Regions from separate parts of the Ovis aries genome. Here region 1 is linked to region 2. Evidence: chromatin contacts called from public Hi-C data. All regions are on one chromosome and are shown on one strand. The core of a region is the stretch at or near the end of the contact, and the rest is flanking DNA. Distances in the headings are between cores, read along the strand shown. Region 1 holds the start of PACSIN2 (protein kinase C and casein kinase substrate in neurons 2). Region 2 overlaps PACSIN2 (protein kinase C and casein kinase substrate in neurons 2).

Region 1 (5,949 bases), core at 1,396-3,895, 97 kb before region 2:
CCATGGACAGAGGAGCCTTGTGGGCTACAGTCCAAGGGGTCGCAAAGAGTTGGACATGAGTGAGCGCCTGAACACTCACACACTCAATATGGTGACCCTCTGGGGATCACTTGGAGGCCTTTTCTAGGTTTGATATCCTTGCTGAGTCTTCCTGGAAGCAAGACAGGACTCAAATCCATCCCACACTGAATCCACAATCCACCCTATCCCCTGTCCTGCACATTCTCTAAATATTGTAATTATCAATCAAATAAGTATCTATAACAGATTTTGAATTTTTTCTTGGAAGATGTACTTGTACCACTGTACAATAACTATCTGGATATTTTAATTTTTTGGAGACTGTTTTATTCTCTGTGAAACTATTTTTTAGATTATTTTATTCATTTGATTGGGCACAGTGGTAGGGAATCCATCTGCCAATGCAGGGGGCCCAAGAGATGCAGTTTGGATCCCTGGGCCAAGAAGATCCTCTGGAGGAGGGCTTGGCAACCCCCTCCAGTATTCTTGCCTGGAGAATCCAATGGACAGAGGAGCCTGGTGGACTATAGTCCATGGGATCGTGAAGAGTCAGACATGGCTGAAGCAACTGAGCACCATTTATTTGACTGCACCAGATCTTAGTTGCAACACGTGGGATTTAGTTTCCCGACCAGGGATTGAACCTGGGTCCCCTGCATTGGCAGTGTGAAGTCTTAGCCACTGAACCACCAGGGAAGTCCCTGTAAAAGTATGTTTTAACTTGGGCTGCCTGTTTATCCCAGCTGTTTAGTGGGAAATGGCTAATAAAGGACCCGTCAGCCTTTGCCCCAGACTTAGGTAATGAGCACGTTTTTCATGGGGAGCAAAATGATGGTGACAGAGCGCAACTACATTAACTGATCAGATATCAAGCACCCACACCTGCCCATCCAGAGCGGCTCCTCTCGCTTTCACCTGATTTGCCCCATTTACTCCTCACCCTGTGTGGTGGTGGGCCCTGTCATCGCCCACATGCTAAAAACTGAGACACAGAGGTACAGAGAATGGCAGTGACTTGCTCAGGGAGCAGAGGCAGGATGGAGCTTCAGGGCTGTTTGGATCTGATAGTAGGGGGCTGGATGCAACATTGTGACATTTCTGTAGGGGTCAGAGTTGGAATGTTCACAGCAGGGAAAGGGAAGCTCTCTTGGGAAAAATCATCTGATAAGCTCTGGGGACAGAGGTGAGAATCAAAGAGCTGATCAAACTGCTGGGGAAAGAAATGATAGGAATTTTGTTTTTGTCTTTAGAAGAAAGGAGAGAGAAGAGAAGGGAGCCAGAGGCCAGAGGCCTCCCTTGGTCAGGTGGCCAGGTAGTGGGCTCAGGGTCAAGAGGCCAAAAGGGCTCAAGAGGTGTCTTGTGTTGCCAGGCAGCGCCAGGCTTGATGCCTCCCTGTGGGGTCCGGGCTGCAGGAACCCCTGCTGGCCTTCCCAGTGCTTGGTGTGATGAGGGACTGTGTGAGTGTGTGCAGTTGGAGACGGGATGATGGCAAGGACCAGCAGGCACCTGGAAAAGAGCGGGAGGCTGGAGGGAGGGGTGATGGGGACTTGTTCAGAAACCATGGCAATGACTATATCCTCACAGGAAAAGCAGGGCAAACCGCAATTTACCCAGTTCTCAGAGGCCTGGGAGACCTCAGGTGATGACTGGGTTCTGTGCACACGATCCAGAGGTATTCTGGGTGGCAGAGTGGACCCTGTGGGCTGAGTCCTGGAGAATGGCCGGGACTTCTTGACAGTAGCTGGATCTGGCACAGCCTTTCTTTCCCTCTTTCTCAATGATTATTATCACAACCACATTGTAACCGAACAAATACTTTAGAAAGGGAAAAAACCCCACTCTGTTTCTGTCCACTAGAAGAGACTCTTGTGTAAACACAGTAGCAGTTTTAAGAGTCCCTGCCATTTCTTATCCAGCTTTTCCTTTTAACATTTTAGTTTAAGCGTTTTTCCATATTGCAGCACCATCGTCCGGCCGAATTTCAAGGCGGTTGATTTGGAATCAGTATAGGCCTGGGGTACGGCTGACCCTGCTTCTGCCATTTATTTACTGTTTACCCCGGGTCGCCTCCCTCCTAGGAAATTACTTGGCCTGGGATCCCCAAACCTTCGCGTGAGCTCTGTACACGCGCGCGACCACACACCGCTCTCTGTCCTGCTTTTAAAAACTAAGCCGGCTCAAGTGAATCTAAGAAGCCCTAATGACACTGGTGTCTGTGAGTGCCATTGGAAAGGAAACTTTCAGAAAGACTACCTTCCCTGAATTCCCATTAAGCGCCGTGCCACCCTCCCTCGGCCCCCATCTAAGCGCGTCCACAAAGCTGAAACACTCCTGGATCCTGGGAGAAAGTCTCACGGACCCACAGTTTTGGAGCGACTCTGGGAAGTGACCCCAACCGCCCTCTCGTCAGCTAAGTAGGCACGCCCCTCCTTTGATGGACAGGCGAACTCACCAATGAAGCCCAGGGGAGGTCCCTTTGGCTCGCTAGGGGGCGTGCCGCCTTGGCTCTCCTCCGGCCCATTCAGGGGAGCCGAAGGTGCCGTTGGGGCGGGGCCCGACGCTCAGCAGCCAATGGGAAGAGCACAGCGGAGGCTAGGGGGCGAGGCGTTCGGGGCTGGCGGCTGGAGCGGCCGCGGCTGGGTTAGGGCAGGGCCCGGGCTGCGCGGCCGGAGCGAGGGCGGGAGCCGTGGCCGGAGCTGGAGCCGGGGCTTGGAGACGCAGTCGCGGTAGGAGCGGGGCGCGCCGAGTGTCGGGAGACCAGCGGCGGCCCAGGTGAGGGACGCGCCGCGACGGTTGGGGCTCTGCGGGATGTGTGGGTGGCGGGGACGGACGCGGGGCGCTTGTTGGCAGCGGGGCCCGCGCCCTGTCAGGCCGCGCTCCGCGCCTGAGGGCAGCCTCTGGGGCCGCGTCGCCCGCGCGCGAACTTCCTGTAGCTGAGGGAGCCGGGGGCGGGGTAGGGGTGTTGAGGGGCGTCCGGGGGCGAGTCGCTGAGGGAGCTGGGGTGGGGGACCGGTGTTGAGCGGCGCCCGGGGGCCGAGGGGAGCGCCAGAGGGGACGTAGAGGGGCCTCCGGGGGGCGCGCGGGGGCCGGGTTTCGAGGTGGGGTGCGGGGTCTGGGCGGGGAGCGGGGGGCGCCACAGGGGAGCGGACGAGTCCTCCTCGGCTCGGCTGAGACAGAAGTTGTGGAGCGGGACCCGTGGAGGTAAAAGTGCTGCTGCCCTAGCGGGATGGAAGACTCTCTGAGGACTTAGCGAGGGCTGCGGGGGTTCCCTGGAGCGCGGGGGCGGTGGGGAGCGCAGGAGGAGGCGGCGGGCCGGTCGGCGTCACTTAGAAGGCAGGGCCGGGTCCGCGGGTGTCCTGGAGGGGAGGGGCGGCCAGAGCAGGCGGGACACTTATGCGGATGCGCTGGTTTGGGGCGCTTTGAAGACCGTCCTCCATTTCCTTCCTCCCCACCCTCCCCGTCCCTCACCGGCTTTACATGGGGTGGGCGGGGGTGCGGCGTGGGGAGCAAGCCCTTCCTTGTGAGCAGGTCCTAGGGCTGGGGGACAGGCAGGAGAGAGGCTGGGGGTGTTTGCCCCGTTGGCCCAAGGGGTCTTCCCAAATCGTGCTTTTTAGAAACGGGAGCTCCCTCCCTCCTCTGGAGTTTCCAGCCGTTGGGGCATCCGGAGAGGCCTGGGATTGGAGAGGTAGTGATTTCTGCCGCTCCGTTTCAGTGGCTCTTTGAGTTTCAGCTTCCACCGGAGGGGGTTGGCTTTCTTTTCAGACGGAGTTGGTCAGGGGGAGCGAGCTGTGCTGTCTCCTCGGGTCCCACACAGCTGCAGCCTTTGAGGGTTAGGCGCCTGAGGGAAGATGGCCTTCAGGTGTGGTCTGTGCACCATTCCTGGGTCTTCCCTTTCTCTCCTTTACCCCAGTTGTCCTGTATTTCTGTGGTTAAGGAGGGTTGGCTGCTCTGAGGCTCCGGCTACTCATTACGCTGTTTACCAAACACTCCCTGGCTGTCCTGATGAAAATCAGGAGGCCAGCTCAGAGATTTTAAACCTGGGCTACAAGCAGTGAGCTCACACCAGTTTTTCCCTTTCTCTGCTGTTCCTTGGTCCCCAGTATTCCCAATATGCTGAAGGATGGGCAGGTTGGAGCCCCGGGCAAGGGAACCAAGCAGGTGGTCCCTATTGAGTGCTGGCCTTCCCCTTCCTGCCTGAAATTTCTTATTCCGCTTGAATCACCAGCCTGCCACAGCCTCCCCATAAAGTCATTGAAGGGGAACCACTACAACTGGGATTTCTCTTGTCATGTGGGAAACAATAATCTGTGTGCACTTACTTCTAGAGTTTCACAGTCTCCTGGATGAGGTTATGTTAGTTGAGATATGAGATCACTACATCAAAAACTTTTCTGTGCTGTGTTTTTCTCTTGACAATTGTCTGAGAGCTTTAAAGGAACTGGCCACGAGGCTGATGATATTTATTATGTGGGAAAGGAACGAAGCACAGAAGAACAGAGAGATTAGGTCTGTACTCCGAATTCACTTTTTGGGAGAAGAATGATAACTCATTTGAATGGAAATGTCATTCTTAACTCACACTATTGGGGAACTGGAACTTTATTATTTTTAGCCTCAAGTATGTAAGATATAGGTCATAAGATTTAAATAATCTAAAAGTAAGTATGTATAAAAGCAATATCTGGGTTTTGAACACAGCTTGTTGCTGAAACATATAGCTGGCTTTCCCCATTCCTGGATGCCCAGTCCAGATTTCTGATGGCCAGGCAGTTTCTGGGGTGGGAGCTGAGGGGCATTTGTCTTTAAATTTTCTCATTTGTTTATCCACTTGGAAATCTGGTCAGACAAGGGCCTCATGCTCAGGTTTCCTTCCTCTGACTGGGTCACGGTTGATTCCAGGATGTTATGGAATTATCAAAAAGATGGCATAGATTTCTTAATAATAGTAAGAACAGCTTGTGTTTAGAGATCATGATATCTGTTACCAAATGCTCTCTGGCCACCCTCACCTGGACCTCTCATCTGACTCGGGCCTGCCTTATCTGCCATCGGATTGTGCTGGTGACTTTGTGAAGGCCACCCTCTAGATTATTTTTGTAATGACCACATTCGTGTGAGTGATGGTGCTGGCATTTTTTTTTTTTTTTCCCCAATTAAAATTGTTTGGAATTGTAGCTGCATGCCTGAAGGCACCAGGGCAGTGCCTTCCTTAGGAAGTCAGCTTGCATTCCATGCGTAGAGACCTTTCTTTATGGCCCTGGCTGGGATCTTTCACATACCTGAAGGCATGTCAGTGCCTGAAACCTGGTTGCTGATGGGCTCAGTTCTGGCCCTAGGATGGCTGTGTAGGAATTCCTTCAGATTTTTGTATTCAAACGATTGTGCTCTGCCAACTGGAGATGATCTTTAAAGAAGAACTCAAAGCATTCTGTGCAATGCAACATTCCTGGCATACATGTAGTTCCAAAGGTAACTATTTCAGGGACAATGGCCATCTAAGAGCACAAGCTTTAGTATTTTGATTAAAGACACAACATGACAAAAATGCCTTACTTTAATATATTATCTTGCATTTATTCCCATGATTGTATGTTTATCTGTTTGCTTGGTAAAACAGAGCATCGTGGATTCTAGTTTTCTTGTTTCCTAGAATAAAAGCTTTAGTTTCAATATTAAAATGTCATTTGAGAGTGTCCTGACATTAGGCACTGAAAGAACAAGATATGAAAGTGTAGAAATGAATAAAATGCTGTCTCAGTGATCAAAGGCCTCAGCAAGAAGCCTTAGGAAAATGAAGGGAGGGAAATTTTGCTATAACTTTAGAAAGAACATATGCAGTGGTTTGTATAATATTAATGTGCTCTATGGCTGTATGAGATTTATGTGACTTTTTCCTTCCCTTGAATGTGGGATTGTAGAGTGTAGATG
Region 2 (6,127 bases), core at 3,384-5,883:
CGGTGCGGCGGATCGACGATGGCCACCGCCTGTGCACCGACCTCATGAACTGCCTGCATGAGCGGGCACGCATTGAGAAGGCGTACGCGCAGCAGCTCACCGAATGGGCCCGGCGCTGGAGGCAGCTTGTGGACAAGGGTAGGGAGGCCACCATGGGGCGTCTGGGGCAAACCGTCCACCCTCTCTGAGCCAGTTTCCTCTCTTGGAAGATCAGGGCAGGAGTTTGTCTCACAGTCTGGGAGCTGTGATTTTCTCCCAGCAGCACAGGCCAAGTGAGCTTTCCTCCCCTTTCCTGGGGACACAGGACTCCTGTCCTCCAGCAGCATCCGAGCCTCCCGTGGCAGTCCTTGTCAGCAGAGGACATGCTGCGCTTGCTGAGTTAACTCAGAGCAGCTCCATCGAGGCCCAGACTCTAGTAGCCTCCTGTCCAGTCAAGGGCCTTGCTGCTCAGCACCATGGTTTCTGGCACCAAGACTGCATATTTGTAAGTTCAGCCAAGTAGCCAGTCAGGCAAGACTCAATGGTGACATCCGGCAAAGTTGAACTGGTCTCCTACATTGCAGACAGATTCTTTACCGACTGAGCCACCAGGGAAACCCATTATATGATGCAGGTTTTACCTCCCTTCTGTCTCTCGCAAAACACTCAGACAATTCTAGAGCTCAGTGAGAGCGCTACCATGGATGTGTGGATGGTATTCAGAACGCACTTCCCAGCAGTAGAGGGGAGCTTTATTGACTACAGGATTTCCTGGGAAAGAAGTGGGTTTGTGGGCATTTCTCAGGGTGGGTTTGGAGGGGCTGACCAGGGGAAGCTAGGCCAGGATGAGGGGCCCCCAGGCATCAGGGGTCTAGACTCACTCCCTGTCTTTCCCCGGATGCTGACATGGGCAACCTGGGGAGCAGAGAATAGCACCCTGGTGCAGAGTCGGGTGGCCGTGCGTGGGTGAGGCGTGGCTGGAGTGGGCCGGCTCCTCCAGGAAGCAGTGGCTGTCATTATTTTATTTCCACCTGCCTGAGTCCCTCTCTCAGGATCCAGCTGTCAGCAGTGTCCATACTGCTTACTCAGAGCCTGAGGTTCACAAAGCACTCTTTATTTCCGCCTTTGTGGGTCCTGGTCCCCTCGGCAGGACCAGGAGCTGCTCATCTTGTAGACGTGAGAAGCCAGAGGTCCTGAGGGGCTAACAGTTACTCTCGCACACACACTATATGTCTCTTGTCAGTATCCACTCCAGCAGTCATTGTCCTCTGGGAGCACCCTGAGGGCAGGCCCTGTGTCCTCCTGTTCCATCCTCAGCTTCTGTCACAGCCCATCTCTCTGTCACCTCAGGCCAACTACATCCTCAGCAAAATGACAGGTCAGATTAGGAGTTTCCTTCCTGAGATCAGTGACTGAGGTGACCCGGGCAACCCTCCCTGCTGTCTGGAGAGCTCCATCCAGGCCAGAGCCAGCCAGATTCCTGTCTCCTCCTCTCCTTCCCCAGCCTGGGGCTTCCATTCTGCTGAGGGCTCAGGCCTTCATTCCACAAGCTGTTTCCAGGGCCCAGCTCCTCGTGGAGGGAATGGGCCTCAGGGGAACGTGTGGTCCCACACAGGGGAAGCCAGGAGCCAGCAGGAGCCCGAGGGGTGGGCTCAGACTGGCCTGGCAGAGAGGTCAGTTCACTTCAGAATGCCCTCCTTCAAAGGCCAGCCTCAAGCAAATCAAAACTTCCAAGATGAAGAAACTTCATCTTGGACTTTTTCAAGAGCTCAGTGTCTTTACAAAAAGGAAATCTGTGTAATCCCCCAGTTTCCCTAACAAAAGAAAACAGATCCAGCTTCAGTTCCTTATTCTCTTCTGGATCCCAGGAACTGAAAAAGGAACAGCACTAAGAAAAATATCTGAAACAGCCAAAAGGAAGCCTCCCAGCCAGGCAGGCAGACTGCCAGCCTCAAACCCCATCCTAAGTGCCGAGGTGGGCTCACAGAGGGAATCCCCTCCCAGAGCCTGTCTGGGCCCCACAGTGCCAAGTGACCCACCAGCTTCTCTTCTGTGCCAGGGCCCCAGTACGGGACGGTGGAGAAGGCCTGGGTGGCCGTCATGGCCGAGGCGGAGAAGGTGAGTGAGCTGCACCTGGAGGTGAAGGCCTCGCTGATGAACGAGGACTTCGAGAAGATCAAGAACTGGCAGAAGGACGCCTTCCACAAGCAGATGATGGGAGGCTTCAAGGAGACCAAGGAGGCTGAGGACGGCTTTCGGAAGGCACAGAAGCCCTGGGCCAAGAAGCTGAAAGAGGTGCATCCGGCCCAGGGTCCTGCCCCGCCCGCAGGCACCCCTCCCACCCGCTACCTGCTTCCCCCGGACAGTCCTCCTGCCCCCCCCCCCCCACCCCGGTGTTGCTGCCACTGCCTAGGCGCAGGGGGCCTGCTGAGTGCCTCGTGTGCCGTTTTTACAGAACCCTTATCCACCCATTTTCCTGTCCTGGGAGCAGGGTGAGACCCACACACACAGCCTAGAACTCAAAACTGAAGCACTTCCCCCCGCTCCCACCCCCATGTCTTGAACCTTCTGGTCTGTCAGAATAGTAAGTCCTAGTTGCCAAAGGTTATCTGAGATGAAACCGTTGAGGAATAGTGCTTTTTAAGCAAGCTTCCTAAAACCCAGATTCCCAGGCCCTACCTCTAGAGATAGTGGTCAGGAGGTCAGAAGTGGGGCCTATTCACGCTCAGTTTTAATAATCTCCCAAGTGATGCTGTGCCTGCTGGTCTGTGGACTACATTTTGAATAGCACCGTTTTAGAAGAGCTGTTGGTGGCATGCAAAAATGCTCTCAACCACTAACAAGGCCACTCCCAACCCTGAACTTTTAAATGGTTCTTTCCCTTATATGAGTTTTTCTCTCAAATTTGCAATGATGCTGATACTCATTATTTTACAAGTAGCGAATGGAAATCATCAAGCCTCACCCAGCCTTGGTTCTCCAGAGACTGTCATAACTACACCCCAGCCCTTAGCATAGGCAGACCTGGAGCCTGGGCCACCCCATTGCTAAGGGTACCCCTACTTCCTGCCAGTCCCATCCCCATCACGGACTTCTCTCAGGAACCGCACTGCCTCCCTCCCTCTCAGAGTCACCCTGAGCAGACTTCCGTCTCCGGGTTGTGACAGCAGGCTTTCCTTGTCTACTCCGTGTCTTGTCTATTTTGCCACATCCCCTGTCTCTTCTTTCTTGTCTCTGGTCCCATTTGTGATGATGGACTGCCTCATGAGGCTCTGGTTACAAACTCAGCTTTCTGCTCTAGAATGAAATCTGTGACTTGGCTCAGTTAAGAAGCATCTATTAAATTACACACACACACACACACACACACACACACACCATATCTATAGATATGTGTGTGTATTCATGTAAAATAGTCGTTAAAAATATGGAATGTGGCCTATGACCCTTTCTCCCAACGTTACACTTCTCTTGTGTTAGGTTTCCAGCTGCTGAGCCAGCTCTTCCCTCAGGCCCACACCTCCGTCACAGTCTCACTGCAGGTCACCTGTGTGGCTTTCTCCAGCTGTTCTACGTACAGCTATAGCCCAGACCCACCAGTGCACCTGCCTCTCTTCCCTGCTTGCTTCTCCTCCTCGGCGTTTGTCAGCCACTGCCTTACTGTTTCCTCTTTCTTGCAGCTGCCTCCCCCAGCTAGACGGTGAGCTGCGTGAAAGCTAGGCTCTTTGTCGAGCACTGTACTCCTTCTGCCTAGACGGTGTCTGACAACAAAGCAGGCACCCCGTCAGTATTCGCTGAAAGAGCTCCTCTGTTTTAACGTGCTGTGATTATGCTGGACACACGGCTTTGCACCTGATCTTCCCTGTCCTCTTAAGAGTACAGGCACTGCCCACAGTCTGTGTAACCTTGAGCGAGGATTTTGACCTTTAAATGTGGTGTTTGGGAACTCCTTCTCCCTGTAGGTTGAAGCAGCGAAGAAGGCCTACCATGCAGCATGCAAGGAGGAGAAGCTGGCAATATCCCGCGAGAACAACAGCAGAGCCGACCCGTCCCTCAACCCTGAGCAGCTTAAGAAACTGCAAGACAGAGTAGAGAAGTGCAAACAGGATGTTCTTAAGGTAAATCGTGCGGGTTTTTTTGCATGTTGAGAGCACGTGCCTCACCCGTGCACGTGTCTGGCGTGTGACGAGCCTTTGTCACTGCTCAGTCAGATCCATGGACAGATGGCTGCATCAGTGAGATCACCCGTCACCTCACCACAGCCCTGAGTGCCGCCTCAGGACAGGGCGGCACTGAGCACTGGGCAGGCAGGGGTGTGACTCCTGTGCGTGGCGGGCAGGGTGCGGGGTGGCCGGGGTGGCCGCAGGCAGGAGGCGGGAAGGACTAGCTTGTGAATGTCAACGGCAGGGAGCTGATGGGCGAGCTGGTATGGAGGGCTGTGAGGACCGGTGGGCTTGACAGGCCAAGTAAAGGCTTGGGACATTGCTGACAGAGAGCTGCTGGAAAAAGCTTTAAGAGCCTGGGAAGGGAGGGCAGATGTGAGCAAGGGTTCCGGAGCCCTTAGCTCCCAGCTTGGCCCCTGGCCCCACTCCCATCCTGTGCCCTCTTCCAAGGGCTGGTGGTGGCTGGAGGCTGTCACCATCAAGGGCCTGCCCTGCTGCAGTGTCCACAGAAGGAAGTCCCAGCCTGGTTTTGGAGAGAGAGGTGAAGTTAGAGATGAGCTGAGCACTGAGCTTCAGGACTAGGGCATGATGCCCAGAGGGGAAGCAGGGGTCCTGAGCCTTAGAAGAGCTGCCGAGGGAAATAGGGGAATTAGGCAGCTGCACGTCTGTTTTGTGGTGGAGGAAATGGAGGAAGCTCGGAGCGGCCGCCCAGCGGTGTGACCATGAGAGAGCTGTGCCCTCTACGAAGCTCCTCACTGCTGCCCCCAAGTGGGGGCAGAGACGCTGCTCCAGAAGCAGCAGGGCCGGGCCTGAGGCCTGCAAAAGCTCAAGGAGGGCCACTCCCTGCTCAGAAGGCCCCGTATTGTCGTCAGCAACAGAAGAGCAGAGAGCAAAGGCCACCCCCCGATCCATGGTCAAAGCCCCTTTCAGGGTCTTGAGAGTGAGAACGACTGTGATAAATGGGTGACCCCAGCCCCACCATCCCTCCCTCCACCGTAGGAAGCTCCATCACGCTGATGGTCCCCTTCACTGTCAAAGTCATATGTTGGGGGGCGGGGCAGGGAAGAGTGTGTGGGTTTCTGACCTCATGCACATCCCTGCAAGGGAAACATGCTAACTTTAGACTTGTCACACTGTCCCTAAACACCCTCGAGAAAAGGCTACACCTATGTTCGTAGTTTGTTTCTGGTGAAATCCCCTCTTGAGGACAGTTGGGAAGGAATAACTGTGTGTCGGGGGGTGTCATCAGGGAGGAAGGTGGTGTCATGGGCTGGAGGAAAGGGAACCAGGACTGTCTGAATGTCTTGGTGCAGCTCAGTGCCCATTGTCTGTCACCTTAAGTATCAGGATACTGTGAAGTAGAAGTATTCTGTTTGCTGAAAAGGAAAGTGAGGCTCCCAGAAATGCACAGCACAGGTCTCCGTGGAGCTCAGAGCCCTGTGGTCCTGCCTTAAAGGCAGCTGGGGAGCCACTGCTGCTGTGGGCAAGACCTGGGGCACAGTCCTTCCCCATGCGAGAGGGGCATGGTCACTGGCTCTGAGGGACTGCCTCTTCCCCAGTGGCTGCCTTCTGGGTCTTACTCCAGCTGAGAGACCTGGCAGATGCCAGGAGTATGGTTGTGTTTCAGAAGTGGAGGGGCTGGAACTTGAACTTGGAGTTCTGTCAGACTCTGGAGCTTGTGCTCTTCAGGTTTTGGAATCTAGGGGGGATAGGGGACTGAGACACTTTTGCCAAGGGTGCCTTTGGAGGTAGAGAGGGCCTCAGGATGAGCCTGGGAGGCCTGGCTGTGTGGGGGGTGGGGAGGACTGTTCACAGTCCAGCCTGGGGGAGAGGGGAATGTCCTTCAGGAGCCATGTGGGGTCTGAGTCCTCTAGGCAGAAACTTAGGTGCAGAGGAGACAGACTGGGGTGCTTCTTGGGTGCAGGGTCACCCACAGTGGCAGGCTTCATGTTGTCACCCGAGGAGTAGTCGAGCTGTGATGGATT

What was found. Hi-C and Micro-C count contacts between places; a contact is called where the count stands out from the background.
Region 1: a contact with region 2 is called in a Hi-C map of hypothalamus, with 2.9 times the contacts expected there. The contact joins the promoter of PACSIN2 here to the enhancer-like site in region 2. A contact is called at or near these places in 13 of 16 Hi-C or Micro-C datasets (blood, hypothalamus, liver and 6 more).

Annotation. Positions count from the first base shown.
Region 1 is chr3:219,719,620-219,725,568 of ARS-UI_Ramb_v3.0, reverse strand. It overlaps PACSIN2 (protein kinase C and casein kinase substrate in neurons 2), which reads left to right and starts at 2,645. Exons shown (of 10, transcript XM_060414287.1): 1 at 2,645-2,747.
Region 2 is chr3:219,624,362-219,630,488 of ARS-UI_Ramb_v3.0, reverse strand. PACSIN2 (protein kinase C and casein kinase substrate in neurons 2) reads left to right here. Exons shown (of 10, transcript XM_060414287.1): 3 at 1-138; 4 at 2,039-2,274; 5 at 3,942-4,097. Among named protein-coding and RNA genes, the nearest start is that of ARFGAP3, 33 kb to the right of the region's middle. Within about 2 kb of position 4,633, at least 13 of the 54 cell types and tissues checked have an H3K27ac peak or open chromatin away from gene starts, as enhancers often do. A contact at or near this core is called in hypothalamus, where this site is marked.